2 separate regions of the Bicyclus anynana genome follow, and region 1 is linked to region 2. Evidence: chromatin contacts called from public Hi-C data. All regions are on one chromosome and are shown on one strand. Each heading gives the region's core, a stretch centred on a gene start, on an enhancer-like site or on the middle of the called end of the contact. The rest is flanking DNA. Distances are from core to core; before and after follow the strand shown. Region 1 holds the start of LOC112053027 (protein starmaker-like). Region 2 has its middle 26 kb from the start of LOC112053024.

The links. A called contact is a pair of places that touch in the nucleus more often than the background predicts.
Region 1: a Hi-C map of whole larva shows a contact between it and region 2, with 2.2 times the contacts expected there. The contact joins the promoter of LOC112053027 here to the enhancer-like site in region 2.

What each region holds. Positions count from the first base shown.
Region 1 is chrZ:7,495,766-7,501,271 of ilBicAnyn1.1, forward strand. It overlaps LOC112053027 (protein starmaker-like), which reads left to right and starts at 1,637. Exons shown (of 9, transcript XM_052890821.1): 1 at 1,637-1,935.
Region 2 is chrZ:7,454,719-7,460,231 of ilBicAnyn1.1, forward strand. No RefSeq gene overlaps it. Among protein-coding and RNA genes, the nearest start is that of LOC112053024, 26 kb to the left of the region's middle. Within about 2 kb of position 2,558, at least 8 of the 8 cell types and tissues checked have open chromatin away from gene starts, as enhancers often do.

The DNA of each region.
Region 1 (5,506 bases), core at 387-2,886, 40 kb after region 2:
ATATTAACCATATCTAATTGTTCTAAGCTTATTTATCAAATTTATTTTCATTTATTTAAGATCAACTTGATTATAATTATTATTAAATGTGAAATGACTAGTGATTATACCCTCATTTTAAATTTGTTTGTTGGTAAACAATCCTCATCAAGAAAAGCTGTAGTATAGTTCAATTCAACTGTTTTTCATAAATATAAATGTCTTGTAGATATATTTACGCAAACCCTCAGTCCCTCAACATTTGTGTAGTTGATAGTGGTTAGTTTAATAGTTGATCTAATGTTAGTCTAAGCGGTTTTGGATCTCCATTCGGTTATAGGTATGAAATGCTGAACTTTGTTGTTCTTGATTCTAAGACTTCATATTGTTTTTCATAGAGTCCATTTATATTCAAACTTTGACCAGAGTTTGCTTGTGGAATTTATTACTGCATCTGCTTTTACGAAGTTAATTCGCTTTTTATTATTTGTGTTTTTTTCTTTTTTAGAGCTATATATATACCTTTGTTCTAAAGGCGGAACTACGAGTCCTTATAATAATTTTAAAATTCTATTCAAACTACAGTAGATGTATTCCATTTTCTTCATCAGTTTTTTATTGTAGTTTTCAAGTATTTTTTAATTTTTTTCAGGATATGAGAAATTATATCTTCAGTCTCCTGTTTCAACAAGTTTTGCTGAAGACCATTAAAGTTGAATCTTTAATGGTGTTTTTCGTAATACCACAAATTGAACATAAAAAATTATACTTCATATAGGTACTTGGCATTCAGACAGAGGGATTGCAACCTTTGAAACCTACTATCTCCTAAAGTCATCAATACCATGCTGTCGCCGTTACCTAACGTAAGTACTTATTCATGTAATTATTATGCGACTCTAAGCTTTCAAACTTCTGTAGAATAACAAAGGTCTGACATCACAGCGTCTCGAACTTTTACAAAAGATAAAATTCAAATTGTGTCCGTTTACACGTGGGCGCTAGTCGGAACAATTAGATAAAGCACAAGTAGGGACATAGCTGGAAGTCCTTGTCGGGTTCAAACTCTAATGTATGATCTAGCGGGGACGAGTGTTAGATCACTCGACCGTTGACTCTAAATTTACAATAATTTACAAAGCTGAAGAGTTTGTTTGTATGTTTGATTGAACGCGCTAATCTCAGGAACTACTGGTCAGATTTAAAAAATTCTTTCAGTGTTAGATAGCCCATTTTTCGAGGAAGGCTATAGGCTATATATTATCCCTGTTTTCCTACGGGAACGGGAACCACGCGGGTAAAATCGCGCGGCGTTAGCTAGTTTACAATAACTTCGTTATTATCGAAATTCGTAATTGTGTCAGTGGGTTCAAATGTGGCGATGCTAGGTGTTAGGTGTATGGTAATATAGTTTGACAAGGTTGTAATTAGTTGGGCAGTTTGTTGTCTCAGATCGGGCGGGAACCGGGAGCGTTTGGCGGTCGGCGTGAGTGCCATGCCTCGACATCTACACTCGGCAGGCATACGTGCGGGCCGGCGAGGGCGTCGCGCGGTCGATGAGCCCGCCGCCCGGTGCAGAGGGCAGCACTGCGCCGGGGGTGAGGGGCGCGCGGGGCGCTCCTCCACCCGCCCCGCGCTCTCTACGGCGCCCCGTTTGCTTGCGCATACTGTACGCCGCGGACCGAACGCGCCGCGCGCTCACTAATGCGTCACACCGCTTCCTGAGTCAACGCCTAACCGTACGTCCGCGGCGACACTTCGCGCGCGCCATGTGAACTTCTGTGTTAACTCGAATCATGAATTAAATTAACTCGATAGTAAAATATTTGAGTTCGTGCGGTAGACGTGTTAGTTCGCGATAATAATTGGACACGATGGACAGTGTGAGAACTCTCAACTCGTGGTCGCAGCCGACGTAGTACGCGAGGTCGGCGCACGTGGTCGCCTTGAGTTCGAGTAAGTTAAGTTTGCTTATTTTTGAGTGAGAGTCGGCGTGTGGAGTCGAACGGGCGCATACTTTCAGCAGAGGCCGGCTGGCGAGGCGCGGCAGGCCGCCGGCCGCCCGGAATGCGGCCTCCGCCCCGCCGCGCTGCCGGCGCCGAGCGCGCCGCGCGTAGCGTAATAAATAAAGGCGGGGCACCACTGCGTGCGCGCGCACCCTCCCGCGCCCTTCTCGCCCTCGGGTCATTGACTCTGCTCCACCGCCGCCGACCACGCCGATCGCCGAAGACAACAGCTCGCGTGAGCGGCACTACCACGCACTTGGCCTCGGCACGGTTCGGCAGCGCCTCGGCATTTCCAATGTCAATGCCGTTAGATAAGTACGCGTCGCGTCGCCGCAGCGGAAGTGCTTCACCCCGCGTGCGTGAGACATCTCGATGACGACACCGATCAGTTAAGTACTTGTTTTATTACAGGGAGTTTATTGACCCCGACGCTCACACCTGGCCATATCGAGACGGTCCCTTCCATTATTGTGCAGCGAACTTTTTACGGGACCGGTTTGACGGCGTGTAACTAATAATTCGCAAAAAATTACCTGTCCTGTTAGTCCTTGGATAATATACCTATTGTTCTACAAATCTACATAGAGAAATCTATCTTCCGAGAAATGCTTGTTCGCGATGCCTCTATTTCTATGGATGTATGTATTTATGTGCCTAAATTACATGCCATTATACTCTCAAAACAATGACTCACGCAGAGCACGTTTTGTTTTGGGAAAAGCAATGCACAAAACTATACCCATACAAATAGTTACCTACCTACTCACTACCAATGCCGGCGAATTCCGTTATATTTTATAATACGGCGGAGCCCGCTCCATGAAACTAAAAATAAAGCTTGAACTTCCCGGTTGAATGGCGTCGTTCGGCGCGACGAGCGCGGGGACTCGGGGAGTGGCCAGCCATTGCCCTCGCCCGGTTTGTTTACAACTCGGCGCTCGCGTCGGGAGAGTCTCGCCTGGCCCCTAGCCCCTATGCGCGCCGCATACGGTCCACTGTGGCCCGCCGCCGCGCCAGCGCCACAGCCGAGCGTACCCTGCGCTCGCGCCATCTGCGCGCATTATTAAAATAAACTGCCACCGACAGATAGAATCGTTGAATAAAAACTAGCGGCCCGACCGCCAGGTGCGACGCGACCCTCGGCTGAGGCAAAGATGCGTCTAGTCCTAGGTCAGTTATTGCCAGCTTACAATGCACTCGGAGACCCTGCGATTTGTGTCAATGACCACGCCGCGCGCATCCATTGAATTAGCAGCGACACTTGGGCATTGTCATGCTCTGTATGCGCACAATCTGTAACACATTTCTTTACTTATAGCATTTGTGTTGCAGCATTTAAAAAGTATGCTATGTACCTAATAGCTTCAGTATTATTACGAGTAGGTAGTATCTACTTAGACCTTCGCCAATGTCGCAGTGCGCTAAATGAGATGTATAATGATAGTTTATTACAAATGGCATTCTGACAACGTGATTCTCGATTTTATAATAATACGTACACAACTATCGGACCCGGTCAAGCTTCGCTTTGACTTATGTGCACTTCTTCCCTATCCCTACCCTACAATACCCTATCCTTGAATTCATTTGCTACAAAAAAATTAATAAAAGAATAACTGCTTTGACTTTACTTTTTTTTTTGTATTTCCCATAATTCTGGGGAGTGTGTAAGTGTTTTAAATTAAATATTATCGGGGTAATAATATTTCTTTTGTAAATAGATCTTAATATGTATTAATATGACGTAGCCACATTTACGTATTTTAAAATTTAAGGATATAATAAAGACGCGTGTTACATGGATAGTCGGAATTACTTTGTATGAAAACATAAAAAGATTTATTTATAAGTATATTAGTTACTCAGAAGCGTGCACAAGGTTTTTAACTAGGGTATGCACTGTACGTACAAACTGTACAAAGTTTCATAGGCAGTTTCATAGGTATAACGAGTCCTCAGGGTAGGCAGGGCATGTTTGCATCTATAAAGTGCACGCCACTGTTTCGGCTCCTATAAGTGGACTCGTCAACACCTTGAAGTTATGGAAAATACTCCCGAGCACCCTGTAAAGATAACGATCAATCAGCGAGAAACAACCGTGCCCACTAATCCTGTCTTGAACAATCACCAACTTAGTTGTGAGGGCGTAGACTGAAGCCACATTGCTGGAGTTTTATCTATTGCCGAGGGTGTCGCTTGGGTAATGCGTTGCGGGTGGTAAAAAAATTGCGCACGCATATTGGGGCGAGCAGAAAATCATTTTTTCTCATCATCCAGATAATCTAAAAGCCATAACTTTAAACGGTCTAACGGAAGACCAACTCTTCGCCATTCTTAAAAAGCCAAAACTCTTAGTTCAAGCTTCTACTACTAAGTAAAAAAATATGGTGGGGGTTTTTGGAGGCAGCAATGGTCTAGACCATAATATAGTTCAAGCATAAAACTCATTTCTAAACGACTTAAAAAAAGAGAAGTTTCTCTATTCGACGCGTGTTTTTCTTTTCTTTTTTTAATGATGGTTACCTCATAACTTCGTCATATATAAACCAATTTTTATAAATTATTTTTTATTTGGAAGAGTATAATTCCTTATTGGTCCCAATTAATTTTCACAAAAATCTGTTTAGGATTTTTTCTGTTAAAAAAAATAAAACCGATAGGGTTGGGTTGTATAGGTTTAGGTTGGTAGTAGGGTAAGTCAGTAAAGCGAACCTTGACCGGGTCCGCTATTCAATATAATGTTTTGAAATAGGGGCGGTTGAAAGTTGACATCGATTTTTACGCGGACGAAGTCGCGAGCGTCCGTTAGTTTTAATATAAATAAGTGACTATCCAAGTATACAATACGGTAGTAGATAACAGCCGATATGTAGGTACCTACTAACTGCAAACACATATAATTTAAATACGCGTCGCATAATGACTTCCGATGAAGTGGCCAATGTCGGCCTATAAATAAATATCAAACATTCTATCATTACTAACTACTGTCGACGTTATAACCTAAAAAGATTAGAGGAATAATTGCTTGAAGTTAAGTAGAAACAATTCTTGAGAAAAACAAATGTAGGTCTTTAATGTGGAACGGACTTCCTTCTGTGTTGTTTCTAGAACTAGAACATAACCGTATAAATATTGGATTATTTAGTTTTTCTCATTGCGAACTACTTACTAATCATAGTTAAGTCTCAGTTACAATAAAGTTATTAAGTTCTTCTCAGGTTTTAGTTCATCAATCTTAGATTCAGAGGTTTATTATTTTATTTTTACAAGTTAGTCCTTGACTACAATCTCACCTGATGGTAAGTGATGATGCAATCTTAGATGGAAGCGGGCTAACTTGTTAGGAGGAGGATGAAAGTCCACACCCCTTTCGGTTTCCACATGACATCGTACCGGAACGCTAACTCGCTTGGCGGCAGGGTCTTTGCCGGTAGGGTGGTAACTAGCCACAGCCGAAGCTTCTCCCCAGCCAGACCTGGACCTCAAAGAAAACCTCAATCAACCTTTCCAGGACCTCC
Region 2 (5,513 bases), core at 1,308-3,807:
AGACAGACAGACAGACAGACAGACAGACAGACAGACAGACAAAAATTTTACTGATTACATTTTTGGCATCAGTATCGATCACTAATCACCCCCTGATAGTTATTTTGGAAATATATTTCATGTACAGAATTGACCTCTCTACAGATTTATTATAAGTATAGATTAATCTATTTAGGAAATATTTAGTTTTAAAAATGTTTTCAATGGTATTCTGGCCCTTAAACTAGACGCGTATTGTTGAAACCAGTGCCTTCCCAATTATTACCTATCTATAACATTGGATCATGCCGCGTTGCAAAAACCGACGTTCCGGCCTCCATGGCGCACTGCTAAGCGCGGTGGATTTACAAGACTGAGGTCCTGGGTTCGATCCCCGGCTGAGCCGATTGAGGTTTCCTTAATTGGGCCAGGTCTGGCTGGTGGGAGGCTTCGGCCGTGGCTAGTTACCACCTTACCGACAAAGACGTACCGCCAAGCGATTTAGCGTTCCGGTACGATGTCGTGTAGAAACGAAAAGGGGTGTGCGTTTTCATCCTCCTCCTAACAAGTTAGTCCGCTTCCATCTTAGAGTACATCATCACTTACAATCGGGTGAGATTGCAGTCAAGGGCTAACTTGTGAAGAATAAAAAAGAAATTGAAAAACAAAAAAAAAACAGCTCACAACTAAGGGCAGCGTATGGTTTCGAAACTAGTCGGGCATACTCCTACATTGCATCACGTGAGTTTTAGTCGTGTTTCTGAATCAATTACTGGACACATATGAAGATTTTTACCTTGTTTTTGGGCAGCTACTAAACCTAAAAAGAAATAAACTTTTAGAGGGGGAGCCAGTGTTAAATTGTACCCGTATCATCAATTTTATCTACCACGTAGGGTGGCAGCTCTATGTGATTAAAGGTGCTTCTCCACCAGAGATGTGCTACGCTACGTTGTTATAGACGCGTTTGATATCCACCAATCATATTCATTTGTGCACATAGCTTAGCACTGGTGGACACGGATTCAACTAAGATATGTTTTTTATATGAATGGATGCGTGCTATGCTCTGCTATCGATACATCGCATACTCGTAACTCGAGCTGCGCATCTTTCTCGCATAACTACATAGCTTAGTATATATAGGTGGAAATGGTCACACATCTTCGCAGCATAGCTGCATAGCACATCTCTGGTGGAAAAGCGCTCTAACATTCAAACTTTTTTATCCGAACTCCTAAGGTATAGAATGCTCTTACGGCGTCTGAGTTTTCTGCCACCTATAACCTAAGTAATACCTTCAAGGCAAGAGTGATTATACACTAGACTAGGCAAGCGCGTCCCATGCTAGAACTCAACATTGCTTTTTATCAGGCATGATTGTAGTCAAGCGCAAGTTTATGGACCATAAAAAAAATATATTAGGCAATAAAGGTTGGATGCAACGTAATAGTCGATCATAAAATAAACTTAAGTAACTACTTCATTAGACAAGCATAACGTAAAAGACACTAAGCTATGGTAGGATCATATTATAGCCAACCCTTTCACTAGCTAGGCGAATATAAATTAGAGCTAAACAACATGCCTACTTAGTATTTACGAGTACACGTACCTACGATCTGATGAAATCGTTGAACTAAAAATCTATTCGTTGAATTCAAGTGCAGGTGTATATTTATAACCAGCGCCTCGAATAAGTTTTACAGCCTTATTTAGGATGATCGCAGACTGCAGCATGGATCGTAGGTGCCGCACAAAACCTGTGAGACACAAACATTGCGTTTTACAGTAGGTACCTACCTAATAGGAAGAAATAATAATCATCGTTTATAGGTACACTGGGACGTTATTCGTTTGTTTTCATTGTTGAGGCTTTATAAAATTCTAAAAATGAGAATATCCCACTCGAAGAATAGATATTTGTACACTTAACAATTTAAATATTTAAATAATTATTCCCTTTGTCTAATAAAATCTTTGAACTAAAAAACATGAGAATGCATTTATTTTCAACGTTATTTTTTATAGTTTTTATATCGCTTACAGTTTACTAAGTATTGGAGCAAGTTGTATTCATGCATATAACACAAATCGAATGCATATATATCGGATGCTGGTACATTGTAACGCTGACACTACTAGTATCACTCTGAAGACAAGGCAGTGTGCAAGATCTCAACGGGATTGCAAATCCAGCGCAGTTCATTCGTTCCAACTGCAGAGTGGACTAGAAGTTTGACGCAGGATATACTTACTAATTATTTAGAGCAAAACATGCGTCTCTCGTGGCAGTGTGGGGTTAACTTTAATCAACATTGTGGTGTGTGAAATGACGGTAGTATCACGCGTTGGTTGATGCGAAGCGGCGCGGTGCGGTGCGGCATGCCGTGCCACAGAATGGGCAATAGTACGAGTAGTTATGGCCATGTGCCGTTGTTTAGTAGTCGAACGGCGCGCACGGCGGGCGGCGCGGGCGTGTCTTTTTTGTCCCCCGCAGATTCCATTGCCCCATGTTCAACCTGTAAGTCCGGCAGTTTGCCGAGCGTTGACCGCGCTCCTCGCCGCGGCGAAAAGCCGTTGGACAACCTGCGGTGGACACATATGACGGCCGCCGTGAACCGTTCAAGCGCCCTTTCTTGAATCAATACAGACGTCAGCACAAATATTTAGTTTCTATCATAGGAACTTACTTGGTTGGTAATCAACAAACAGATCATCTTACATATGTATTTACCTATGTTTATACACGGCTTATATGGTCATATACCTACTGAAATAGCAAGCAATAACTTCAGAAACCTTAACTCTATTAGAGGTGATTGATTTAAAAATTCGCTATTCTTATTTCGGATCAAGATATCTTGTCTGCCACAAATAATTTTATGGTTCTATATATTGTATTTATTCCTGGATTATACGGCCATATCTCAGTCTGCCTCGGTTATTCTGTTAGAGGTGAAATATTGGTTGAATTTTAAATGTCCATTCTTATTTCGGATCAGTCTAGCTGTCTAGCTATCCAACGCGGAAATATAGTCAGTATTTTTGCCACCATTTCACGTGAGCTTAACTTGTATAGCTATTATAGTTATTAACAATCTAGGATTCTGTATAGGGTAAGGTTGCTTAAATCGTACCCCCTAAGGAAATATCGCTGTAATATAACCTGCATTTAAAATAAAACTAAATGGTATGTGACTACGAAATCTTTATTTATCTGACTTTCAATCAACAATCATAAAAAAATTAAAATCTTGTATTTAAAAAGGTATTTTAGCGTTTTTTTTACGATTTAGGCACCTGGTCGCCTAACTCGTACCACCAATACCCTAATTCGTACTTAGATAATAATCAAAATAAACTGTAAAGAAAAATACTTGACTACATGAGATCACATGACTATATAATTTGAAATCAATTATAATACTTTATTTAGTTATTAGTTTTTAACTGACATTTTTTTTCCTAATTTAGTAATTCTTTAAGCTTAATAAAATTATAAACCTGTATGAAAATAAAATTTAAAAACCTAGGAAAAACAAAATTCATATCATATCATTAGGTTTTCCAATTTTTGTTTTTACATTCATACCCTTCAAATGTCTTCGCAGGGTAGGCTTTGGTATGTTAAGCCTATTGTATAATATACAGTAAATTGTATTTATTCATATAACTACAATTTACCTGTGTAATGTATACAAATTGTATTTGTAGTACCATACTATAATTAAGGACATCAGAAACCGGAGATAAGCTTGTCTGCATCGTTTACCATATTCGAGGCAGCTGAATTTTTAAAATCTTCATTCTTAATTCAGATCAAGGTATGAGATTAATTTATTCATAGATTTTACCGCCATATTCGGTCTGCCTCGCTTACTCTATTAGTCGTGGTTGAATTTTTAAATCTCCATTTTAATTTTGGATCTAGATATAGCATTAATTTAATGCCGCAAATGGTCTTGATGTGCTGTCGTGCTTGCGATAATGTGACATAAATCTAGGATTCTAAAGCATTCTAGGTCTTAGAAGAAGCTTACAATAAAATCAAGCCGCTTTACAGTGTGCTTATCTAGGTACAAAGTCATGCGATAATGCATAATGGATTCCACAAAGCTCGACATCTGTGGATGACACAGAGCGGTGAAATACCTAACAGGATTAAGATAAATTCAAAACTGACTGCACTGTTAATGAGTTTTTACACTCACTGCAGTATATGAAAATAATAAAGATAACTAATTACTAAAAAAGGACAAGTGTTTATCGTGTTCAGTGTGTTGTTTAGTGTGTTTCAGGCCAGAGACCTATATACAAAATATACAATGTACATTGAGTAATGTACTACAGAAAAGCAAACCAAAATTGAACCAAGAGTCAGAATTAAAATAAGAAATAAATATCAGGAACACAAAGGAATAAATATTATAAATAAGAATCCAAAATTATTACCTATATTAGTTTCAACTACAATTTTTTTATCTCTATACTAATTATTTTATGTTTGGAACCTGGTGCATGTTTAGCCAGCTTTTAAAGAATATGTTGTCAGGGGATATTTCATATATAATTACATATCATATCATACATACGTACATAATATAATAACATATCATATCATATGCCACAAATGTAGATTGATCAATTGGTAGTTTTTGGTTGGTCGACAACAACTCTGTTATTTTTCGATAGTAACTATTATTTTTTTTATTTAGATATTGTGATAGTTTTACCGCTTAATTTCTTTTTGTTTTATTTGAACGTTTATATTTATATTTAGTTGTTGTGCTAGAACAAATAAATTGTACAATTTCTAAATATTCCCCAGTAATTTATGGATAGAACCTTAAACAATGATTGAATCAAACAAAATGGATAATTTTGTTTGAAAATTGCCTCTTTGGCAATCTTAGATGGTAGTTACAAAGTAGTAGCAGCTAGTTCAAATATATCAATAGAGTCAAAGGTAGTATTGAATTCGTTTCCAATTATTATTTGCGTACATTTTGCAGGGTCTTATTACATGCAAACATTGCATTGATTACAAACCAGCGAACACTAACAATAACAATTATTATTTTTGGTACCTAAATGGACGTTGAATAGCCATTTCTGTTGCCAAGAAATGTTTAGAATTGGGTAACTTTTGTTTCTATACTTTAAATTAAACATTTCCCGTTGTGAATCATGCGTAATGTAAACTAATATACCTATTATTCTATTTAACATACATATTAAAATCACCAAGTATAATTACTAGCGTATCTCTTCGAATTCGCATGGAATTCCTTTAAGTCTATAACCCTTTGCGTATCAAATACTAGCTGACGCCGCGCGGTTACACCCGCGTGGTTCCCGTTCCCGTTGAAATTTGGGGATAATATATAGCCTATAGCCTTCCTCGATAAATGGGCTATTTAACACTGAAAGAATTTTTCAAATCGGACTTGTAGTTCCTGAGATTAGCGCGTTCAATCAAACAAACAAACAAACAAACTCTTCAGCTTTATAATATTAGTATAGATAACCAG